Linked DNA regions of Mus musculus: all the other regions are linked to region 3. The links are chromatin contacts, called in public Hi-C and HiChIP or PLAC-seq maps. All regions are on one chromosome and are shown on one strand. The core of a region is the stretch at or near the end of the contact, and the rest is flanking DNA. Distances in the headings are between cores, read along the strand shown.

The links. Hi-C and Micro-C count contacts between places; a contact is called where the count stands out from the background. HiChIP or PLAC-seq counts read pairs in DNA pulled down with a chosen protein or histone mark.
Region 1: a contact with region 3 is called in an H3K27ac HiChIP or PLAC-seq map of extraembryonic endoderm stem cells. The contact joins the enhancer-like site here to the promoter of Bend5 in region 3. A contact is called at or near these places in 1 of 39 promoter capture datasets (pre-B cells), 3 of 484 Hi-C or Micro-C datasets (cerebral cortex and nephron progenitors), 2 of 115 datasets of contacts at active chromatin or transcription factors (embryonic stem cells and extraembryonic endoderm stem cells) and 2 of 9 other capture datasets (adipose tissue and liver).
Region 2: a contact with region 3 is called in a Hi-C map of embryonic fibroblasts, with 1.7 times the contacts expected there. The contact joins the enhancer-like site here to the promoter of Bend5 in region 3. A contact is called at or near these places in 2 of 39 promoter capture datasets (embryonic stem cells and pre-B cells), 3 of 484 Hi-C or Micro-C datasets (B cells, embryonic fibroblasts and extraembryonic endoderm stem cells), 3 of 115 datasets of contacts at active chromatin or transcription factors (double positive thymocytes, embryonic stem cells and extraembryonic endoderm stem cells) and 2 of 9 other capture datasets (adipose tissue and liver).

What each region holds. Positions count from the first base shown.
Region 1 is chr4:111,363,877-111,367,160 of GRCm38.p6, reverse strand. The region is part of intron 6 of Agbl4 (ATP/GTP binding protein-like 4); the gene reads right to left. Among named protein-coding and RNA genes, the nearest start is that of Bend5, 49 kb to the left of the region's middle. Within about 2 kb of position 1,565, at least 3 of the 459 cell types and tissues checked have an H3K27ac peak or open chromatin away from gene starts, as enhancers often do. A contact at or near this core is called in extraembryonic endoderm stem cells, where this site is marked.
Region 2 is chr4:111,471,627-111,474,784 of GRCm38.p6, reverse strand. All of the region lies in intron 6 of Agbl4 (ATP/GTP binding protein-like 4), which reads right to left. Among named protein-coding and RNA genes, the nearest start is that of Bend5, 58 kb to the right of the region's middle. Within about 2 kb of position 1,509, at least 11 of the 459 cell types and tissues checked have an H3K27ac peak or open chromatin away from gene starts, as enhancers often do. A contact at or near this core is called in embryonic fibroblasts, where this site is marked.
Region 3 is chr4:111,413,602-111,416,879 of GRCm38.p6, reverse strand. Bend5 (BEN domain containing 5) reads right to left here and starts at 1,874. Exons shown (of 6, transcript NM_026279.3): 1 at 1,480-1,874. The coding sequence starts at 1,705. The region is part of intron 6 of Agbl4 (ATP/GTP binding protein-like 4); the gene reads right to left.

The DNA of each region.
Region 1 (3,284 bases), core at 316-2,815, 49 kb after region 3:
GGGACTGACACAGGAAAGGTAAGAGAATAAAGGACAGCTGTAGGACTTCTTTGGTTCCACAAGATACAAGCAGAGCTATTCACTGGGGCTGTGCCTTAAAAGAGAATGGTACTAAGATCATCAGAGAAGAGCAGAATTGCAACTTCTATCACACAAACAGAAAGAGAGCTGGTTCCTCCTCAGTTCAAGGGATGAGTTCAGTTTTCCAGTTTAAGCATGCACCTTTCTGCTACCTTAGGGGTACTGTTCGTGCAGGAGGCTGTGAGAAGGCTCTCTGTGGAGCCAAAGGCATGCATGAATCAGCCATGGAGCTGTAAGGGTGATGTTGATATTGCACTAGGTCTGGAGGCAGAACAAGGACCAAAGAGGATTATTCTCAACCTGTAACAGCTACTGAAGCTTGCCTGCTTGGGTTTTGTTCTTGCTTGAGACCCACCACCCTTTCTTTCTTTCTTTGTGACTTCCCTCTTTTGGAGCTGGAAAGCTTATCCTGTATTATCCTGTGTCTCCCTTAATATTTGGGAAACTGGACTTAACTTGTTTGCTTTTATACAGTCATAGCAAGAGAGGAATTTGCCTCAGGGAAAATTGTATCTTGAGTCTCACCCATATCTTATTTAGATATGTAGTTGAATTTTAGACCTTAGAGATGATGGATTGAGTTAAGACATTTAGGGCTATCAAACTGAAATCAATGCATTTTTACATGAGAGAAAGATTCACTTTGGGAGAGGGGTGCGATGAAATGTTATAGACTGGAAAGTTTCATACCCCTAAGACATTTCATACGTTGGAGCCCTCATCCTTAATAAAATCATATTTTCAGGTCTTTATCAAAGAGGATGAGAGAACAGAAAGGTTTTCTCAGCCTGGGAGGACACAGCAAGGCTTTTGCCATGTGTAAGCCAGGAGCATAGGATAAAGATCTTCACCAAGAACTGAATCTAGAGACACTTGGATCTTGAATCGCCTGATCTCTAGGATATGAGAAACAATTTTTAGATTTTGAAGCCACCCAGTCTCCTTCTGTCATAGTAGCCTGGGCAGATTTAGGAAGTTCTTGTTTCCAACACTGACCTTGAATTACAAATAAAATTCTGATAAGTATGGTCATCCTTGAACAAAGCCTTTGCAAAGCCCAGAATTCCTCATTTTTCTTGAGGTGATACATGTTTAGCATTCGGACTAATCAGTATTTCTTCAGAATTGCAATATTATTCGTGGCTGGCCTCATCCACCGGCTTTATGACCTGTTTTCAGAAGGCTTTCCCGTTTTAGAAAAAGCTATAAAATAGCTGCTTATCATTGGTCAGCATTCCTTCATGAGTGGTGAATCATGAAGGTATTAAGTACTTAAATGGTCTCAACTGAAAAAGTTTCTCAGAAATGGAGGCCTATAAGCACTATTCTACATTATTAAGAGGATTTCTAGGCTTGACCATATTTTGTGAGGTTTGGGGTGGGGTCAGTTTGCTCTGCCCACAGGCCTCTTAGAATCCCTGTCAGAGGCACAATGCTTAGATTTATCTACTCTGGCCAATAGATTTGGCACCTGTTAAATGTCCAAGATGATGTCAGATGTGGGGATCTAGTGGTGAACAACAGCAGAAATGAGCTTTGTCCTCCCAGAACATACTAGCTGGTAGGAAAGGCAAGTGTTCATCAAACAATTACACAAACAAGAGCACAACTATACTCCAAGGCAAGAACAAGGAAGAAAGAACAGTGATCCACTTTCATTTAACAAAAGGAAGTGACTGCCATGGAATACAGATCCAAGAACCATGTCTCTGAGGTAACGTTGAACAGAGATATGAGTGATGCATAGGTGTTAAGAGCACGAGGCAGGAAGACTCTCACAGACAGTGGAAACAGAAAGTGGTAGAATAGGGGTCCATAACCTTAATGAGCCTGCATGACTTCTAAACAAAGAAATCACAATAAAATACAACAGAAGTAAAAGCAATTGGCTTGCTATGACATTAAGGATACAACTCTAAGATCCTAGAACTTTCCATCTGTGATGGGACTTTTAAGTTCTTCCAATAATGGAGTCTGGGAGCCAACACTAATCTAGGCAGTGGGAATAATAGGTCCAGAAATCTGTGATTAGATTAACTGAGCTCATTCCAGGAACTGGAAGCAGCTAGTAGGGAAGAAACACTGAGTCAGAGGCAGGGGTGGGTGGGTGGGGCGAGGGACAAGGCTGAGACAATCACGCTAACAGTTTTGGAAAGCCAGGGAAGGACCTTTGAAGGTGGTAGTGAAGGGGTAAGTGTGGCACAGAAAGTTTGTGCTGTTTGATGAGTGGGTCTAGGGAGACTGGTAGGAATTTATTTCAGTAGTTAAGATGAAAGGTAATTGTTGAGAACAGGGCAGAGAAAGGCATGGACAGGGCATGAGAGCAAAGAAGAGTCTGAAGAACCAGAAGGAACAAGGGTGGGAAGAGGGCAAGGCAGATATGTTATATTCCTATTATAAGTTTCTCTAAAACTTTATCCTAATATGGTCTGGGGCCTCAGAATCCTCACTCATCCATCACAGAAACCTCCAGGACATTGCAGAAAAGGGGGGGGGGGGGAGAGACAGGGCTCTGTAAATGTGAAGATTAGGTAACTGTTCAAAGATCTTCCTGTGCTGATATCCTGTGGCTCAAAAAATTTGTCATCTTAATCTTTTTCTCCTTTCTCTTTCAAATGCCTAAGATTGTCTTTACTAAAAATATACTTGCTGGAAGGAATCACGAATGATACTTATGCCAGCAGCTTGATGACAAATAGTTGTGACATCTTGAATCAGGAGTATGAACCAGAACCGCCAGGTGTCTGTTGCACAAAAGGAGAGAAAAAGAATCTTTCACTGGAAGTTCCCCCAGGAGACCCAAAGACCAATAATGAAATCAGTGTCAGAGAGGAAAGTGCCTTGGATGATGGTAATGATGATGATACTCATAATAATTCCTTAAATTCATTTACTGTCTTAACATGCCGTGTCTCATTTGACACAACAACCTTCTGAGGTATGCCAGTTCACAGAAATGAGTAGGATGAGCCCAGGAGAGAAGAAAAGAGACAGCAGAGCTTAAACAGACGTATGTGTTCGTTTAATTGACAAATACTTACAGAACTCCTATTAAGTGCCATGCTGTAACCATCAGTATATATGTAAAAGACAAAGTCTCTATTTTCATGGGGTAAAATGATAATAAGATAATGTGATAATATGAAGCATCAAAAATATACAATATAACTTATGATGGAATATAATCTACTGATCATTTGTAA
Region 2 (3,158 bases), core at 260-2,759, 58 kb before region 3:
CATCAGGAGCCTCAACCATGTCAAGGGCTTGCGGAAATGTGAGCTGTAAGACCCTGTGCCCATCCTTACATAGGGCCTGCCTGGGCGGCAGTATTTCCTAGGATCTGAGCAGCCTCTTCAGTGCACCGAGCTTGCTCAGGTCCCTGCACAACTGGCTGTTTAACCCAGCATGTTAGGACAGATGTCATTGCGGTGACTGGATCACAGCTGAGCAGCAGGTGGGAGGGGCATTGAGTTCCCATTCCTGATGGTATGGGAGCCTGGCCTATTTACTCAGAACAAACGCTGGTGCCTTTTCCATTATCACAGGACTCTCTTTAAAGGGATGGAGGTGAGAGCCAGACATCCTGGTGTCAACAGTATGATAGTAGATGCTGGGACCTCTTGCTCCTTAGGCTATTACTTGCGTATTTTAAAGAGCACCTGTCAGCTCGATTCCTGATTATGTAAACATGAGACCTGCATCTGGATAGATGGTTTCAAACAATGGAATTCATGTTCAGGTAAAGTGTCCTGGAGCACAACCCTGCTGCACAGCCCTCTACAGTGTCCCAGAGACAGGTCCCTAGCATGCTCCCTGGCTAGCAATATCCCTGTCTCCTGACTCTGCCAAGCCAGCATCAGTGGAGCCCCTTGTGCCTCCCCTCTAATCAGAACATTACCTCAGCTTGACCCTGCCTTGCTTCCAGGATTCTGTTTCTCTCACTGGCCTCCTGTTATCCTTTACTGCAGTCTCACCCTGTCTTCCATTACCAAAGCCCCACCACAGCGGCCTTCCCTTCCAGCTAATAGGCCTCCGTGTTCAAATCCCCATGATTCCCTGCTAACATCTCACAGCCAAGTCCAGTGTCTAAGGTGCTCACTACAGCCTTAACTTGCTTCACCTCTGCAGCTTGGCCTCTCAGCTGATCCTGCCTCCACACTGGACTTCTTGCAGGGCTGAAGGAGAAGTAAAGCTACACAGTTACTGCACCTTTTATTTCACCTTTGAAGGGCACTCCCACACTTTTCTGAAAGAAATTTGTTTTTTTTTTTTTTTTTTTTTTTACATTTTAGCTGGGTGTGGGGACTGAGGTAAAACAAGACATGAGAGTGGGGACAGTTTGTGGACATTTCTAGGAAAACTGCATGGCCCTGGGTCTTCCTCCTACATCTTCTCTCTGCCTGTAACACCAGTGCCTATTGTCTATTCAGAGGAATAGCCCAGGAACTGGTCAGTGCCCCTTCCAGAACACTATAAGAGAACTATTAATCTTTCTCATATCTTCTTGGGCTCCACACATCTGCAGCTCCAACCTTGAGATACTAGTCTATGCTAATCTTTCTAGATCTACCCATCCCTCATTCATTCATTCATTCATTCATTCATTCATTCATTCATCCATTCATCCATCCATTGGCTCCTTGAAGAGACAGAGGCCAGGCTCCAGACTCTGCTTTTGTGCCCTGCCCTGCCCCATGCTCTAGGAGCTATTGGGACACAGGAAGGAGCTCTGCCTGCTTTACCTCATTATCCAAGTGCTGGCTAGGCACTGGGCCCAGAATGGCTTTGGGTGAGTATTTGCTGAGTGAATAAACATTTGAGATCATTTTATTGAAATGCTTCAGAGTAAATTTGGAGACAGGCATTCCTCTACTCAAGAGTAATTTAATAACCACAAATGCCTTTAACGCAGTGGGGAGAAAGAAGGGGAAGGTGTGTGTTTCCCTTATTGCTGCTGTTAAAATAAATGGCATTTTTAATAAAGTGTCCCCATACAGCATATAGAATATGGCCACGTGACAGAAGAAATATCTGGTGAAATTATGCGCAGCACAGCAGCCTTTTTTCCTGGTCTTTTGGTTATTAAATTTAATCACTTTTGAGCTGAATCTATACTCTTTTTTTTTTATCCTAGAGGCAGGTACACATTTGATTAAAATGTGAGCCCCAAAGCACTTTAGCAGGGGAAGGCTAAGCTAAGTCCCCAGAGGAACTGTGGAAGAGCAAGCCAACAGGATGACAGGGCCAAGGTAACAGCCACAATTTGCTTCTCACTTGATGGATGTGTTTATCCCCCGACAGGGCACACAGCAGTCATGGGGTACATGGAAATCTTGCAATTAAGGCAAAGTCTAATTAGAGACTACACATTCAAAATACAAAGGAAGCTCCTCACGGCAGCTTCTCTAGCTGCCTCTGCCACTCTTCTGGATCGAAAGGTGGGGAATCAATGTATCCTGTTGCCAACATGGTGTCTGAGGGCAGCCTTGCTTTTAAAGTCCATGGAGACAGCTCAGCCCACCAGATCAACACAATCAGATTTGCTCCTGGCTCTGCTCATTGGAACTTCACTGGCCTCTGAATTTTCATCTTTATATTAGGAGTAAAGACAATCTCAGAGACTCGGATATGGACATGGAAGGACTCAGTTCAAAGATGTCCTTAATCAGGGCCACTTCCATTGCATTTGCACTTGGTCCAGCCAACCAGGAGAGAAAGCACAGTTCAGGGATATGGCTAAGCAAAGGAGCCAGAGGCGGAGAGAAAATGGGGCAGAGGAGACCTCTGGTCCCTGCAGCATTCTTCGTGCCCGGGGCTGAGGACTAGGTTTCAAAGCTCTCTCTCCTAAGCATCTGAAAATACATTTGATAGTGGATTTATGTGTCCCAGGTGAGATAAATCCTGCTCAAGCCAAGCAGCCCTTTAAGCCTAAGTGCTGGAAGGTGGTGGTGATGGGGTGTTCAGAGGGTGACTGCTGCACCTTTAGGGCTTTGACTCAGCCAGTCAAAGCTCCTGAGCTGAGTCTAAGGTCAGAAGATGAATTAGGCTGTTTCTGCTCTTGTAGATGCCATAGTCTGAGTCAGAAAGGGAAAAGCACAGAAGGGGACAGCTACTGTTTATAGCCCTTTGGTACTTCACAGTTGTCAAATGCCTTTGACTGATCTGTGATTTAGTCCTCCCTAGAGCCCTTGAGTGGGGAGGACGCAGTCATCCCGTGTGAAACTGAAACTGAGCTCCGGGACTGGTTTGCAGTTCAGGTACACAGACAGGTAGGTGTGTGGAGTGCAGCACTTGGAATGGATCAGGTGGGTTGTTTCTTCTTTCTACTTTGTGTGTACTTGCTTTAAATTGCTGGAAAATGACAGTCTTTTTGCTGTCTTCCCTCTGCTGCCCA
Region 3 (3,278 bases), core at 625-3,124:
TAATTAAAGGAAAGCACGCTAACAAAATAAAACCTAATCAGCCACAAAGACTTCCGTTCTAAACCTATCCCCCCTCGCTCATTCTTTTCTCTTGGACCAGAGTGTCTGGTGGTAAGTGGACTTACAGCCCTGTGCCTCCAGGACCTGTCTAGGAGGTGATAAGTACTTAACCTTTCAAAAAGAGGACCATGTGGTGTTGATCTATTCCAAATCTTTTGGCCCTTTATTCTAGTAAGCCTACTTTCTAGAGGTATTTATTAAAAAGGAATCAGTCACCAGGCTGAGATACACTGACAGCTTGTCCAGGGATCTTGGACAAGTCACTTTGATTCATGCTAGGTTCATTTTTAGGCTAAAGGAGAGGAAACATAGGTCCCTGGAAAAAGTAGGAAAAGTGTCAAAACCATGAAATCTTTGCAATGTCTTCATTCAGCTCCTAATCTCCGGGTTGTCTTCCAGGTGGAAGGTGACAGTCTCTGCCTACTCAATCAAAGGCAGCACTCTTACCAGCAGCAGCTACATCTCTGCTCTCCAGCCTTGAAGTGGTAACTTCCTTTTCCCCACTTGGTGTGCACCCAAGCCTTCTACAAGTGGATCAGAAAGAAGGCCAAATGTTTCTGCTTGAAGAGGAACCTATGTCTCAGCGTGATACAGCATAGTACAGGAGGCCGAAAGGCTTGTCCTGTTAACAAACTGAATCTATCTTTACCCATTAACCAAGAGACCACCTGCCTGCCTGTCAGCCTGTCTCCTTTCCCTCTTCCCCACCCCCAGGTGTGATCAGAGTTAGGAGGTCAGGCCCTCACCTGAACTAGAAACTGTTTGTACCATCTTTCTCTCAAGGAGCCTTCTGGGAGATGCATAAAGTGGGGTGGAGATGAGGCTACCTAAGGCCCTTCACCTCCTCACCTGTGCCCCTTGGGCAGTACACTGAGGTTTGGTCTCCTTGTCCTAATGATGGCCCAGATGGAACAGTGTCAGAGATTCCTTCTGTGAAAAAGGGCCCCCATCAAAAGGACCTAACACTGCTTCTTGCTCCAAGGAGACGCCAAGGGCCTTAAAGGGAGAGAGGGAGGTACAGTTTTCGAAACTTAAGATGGAAAGCAACACAGAGGGAAGTAACTGAGAGAGGTGAAGGTGAGAGATGGGAGAGATGACAGCTAGAGTAGGCAGCTAGAGAAGCAGAAAATGAAGAGCCAAGGGGAATACAAAAGAGTCAGAAAGAAGAGAGCAGAGTAGAGAAAGCTGACTGACAGCAAGGCGCAGGAGTGTCAGAGAAGCAAGGAAGACAAAGGGGACCCTCAGGTCTTTTTAACTGGTTTGGCCTCTTAGAGACACCTGGTACCCAAAAGAAAGCCCAAGGAGTCGGAACGGGAGGCAAGAGCAAGCGGTGGCTCCCTGGCCCCAGCCGCCCGGCCTCTCCCGGAACCAGCCCCAGGTCCGCCCGGTCCCAACGCCCCTCCCGGCCCGCTCGCTCACCTGCCAGCGCCAGGATCTGGGCCTTGTGGAGCAACAGCGCGCCCCAGTCCCGAGGGGCACGCGGGGGACTCTCGGGCTCGGCGCCCAGCTCCTCCGGGCCCCGGTACACCGCGTACACCTTCTGGTTGTCAAAATCCAGTCGCGAGCGGGGACTGAAGTCGCGCACGCACGACACGGGCAGCGCGTAGCAGACGTTGTCCTCCAGGAACCGCACAAAGGCGTACATGGTGGGCGCCGGGGGCGGGCCCGGGCGCCGGTCAGCCCGTGGGGCGGTGCGGAGGTGGGGACCCCTAGAGGGGCGTGAGCCGCAGCCGGGCCGGGGGCGGGGAGGCTCCCCGGGGCCCCGGCTCCCCCCACTGTTATTGTTCCTGAAAGCCCCGCTCTGCCAATCGGCTGCTCTCGCCTGGGCGCGGAAAAGGGAGGGGAGTGGAGAGAGCCGGGCGAGGGGCGGATGAGGGGGTTTTGAAGCACACCGCCACTTGCGAAGTCAGACCCGAGCAATCACAGCCGGAGTGCGATTGCAGTAAGGTGGGGAAAGAGCATATATGATAGTAGCGTTAGAGGATAGGAGGAGCGCTGCTAAAAGTCGCTTTCGGGCGGATTCAATAGTTTAGTGTTTCGAATTTAGCTAAGCGCCTCCGTTCCTTCAGTCCACCCTCCAAACCCATTTCCCCCTTTTCTCTTTCTTTTGCAAAATTGCCAGCACCTGCTGTGAGGGTCAGTGAGCCAGAAACATTCCCCTAGAGCTGCCAAACCAGTTTTTGGCCAGAACTAGAGTAATCTGAGGTTTCCAGTTGAACCAGCTGCTGGGATACCAGAGGGTTAGACCAGGGCTGTTTTTATCCTAAGGGAGCAGCGGCACCCCTCTTCCCTGTGGTCTTTCTCCATTGAGGAATCGCCTCCACTACTTGTTGATTCTGGGCTGGAACAGTTGGAATGAAACAAGGATGGAGGGCTCTAGGGAGCCAGAGCAGAGGCCGGACTTTCTGGAGTCAGTTGAGTTCAGGAGCCAAACTGGGCAGAACAGCAGTCCCTTCTCTGTTTCCAAAATCACAGATGAGAACCTGGAAAGGTTGGTTCCTGCAGACAAACCACACCTTCCAGAGAAAGAAGGCTGAGAGTTGTACTTGTTCTGTATTGTATGCTTACAGGGAAACTGAGCTATTTATATTCCAATTGTCTAGCTCAATACCAGGGTATTTGTCAGAGAGAGATTGGTGAATTTTGGGGGAAGGATAAACAGAATTTCACATACATCCATTCTTCCACTTATTCTTTTATTCAAGTAACTAATATTTTTCTGAGCACACACTCCATGTTATATTGTAGGCTTGGTGGTCTATAGAAAGAATAGATACCTAGGACCTTGTAGTATTTACTAAAGTATTAGAACTTGAATCTCAGTTGGATCCTATGTCAATATTAAATTACTGTCTGAATAACCCATTTTTTCTGCTACTTGTAATCTTTCATTCTAGTCTGAGAGCATTAAGAAAGCTTAATAATGAGGTTATAGTGAGAAAAGTATTCTCATAAAGGCATGCATAAAGGAGGTGGTAGATTTAACGAAATGCTATGTTTTTAAAAACTCATTTAAATAAATTTAACCTGTAACAAAACAAGTGCACTGAAATGTTTATTATGATTCTGAGTTTCTTGCATAGGTGAGAGATTTTGTTTTCTCTTGTACTCTTTATGCTCATATTCCACATACACACATTCTTGTTGCTAGTCCTCACAATAATAATAAAAGGCATTTAACCATTTTAAACTTTAGGCACTGTGCTCACATTCCAAAT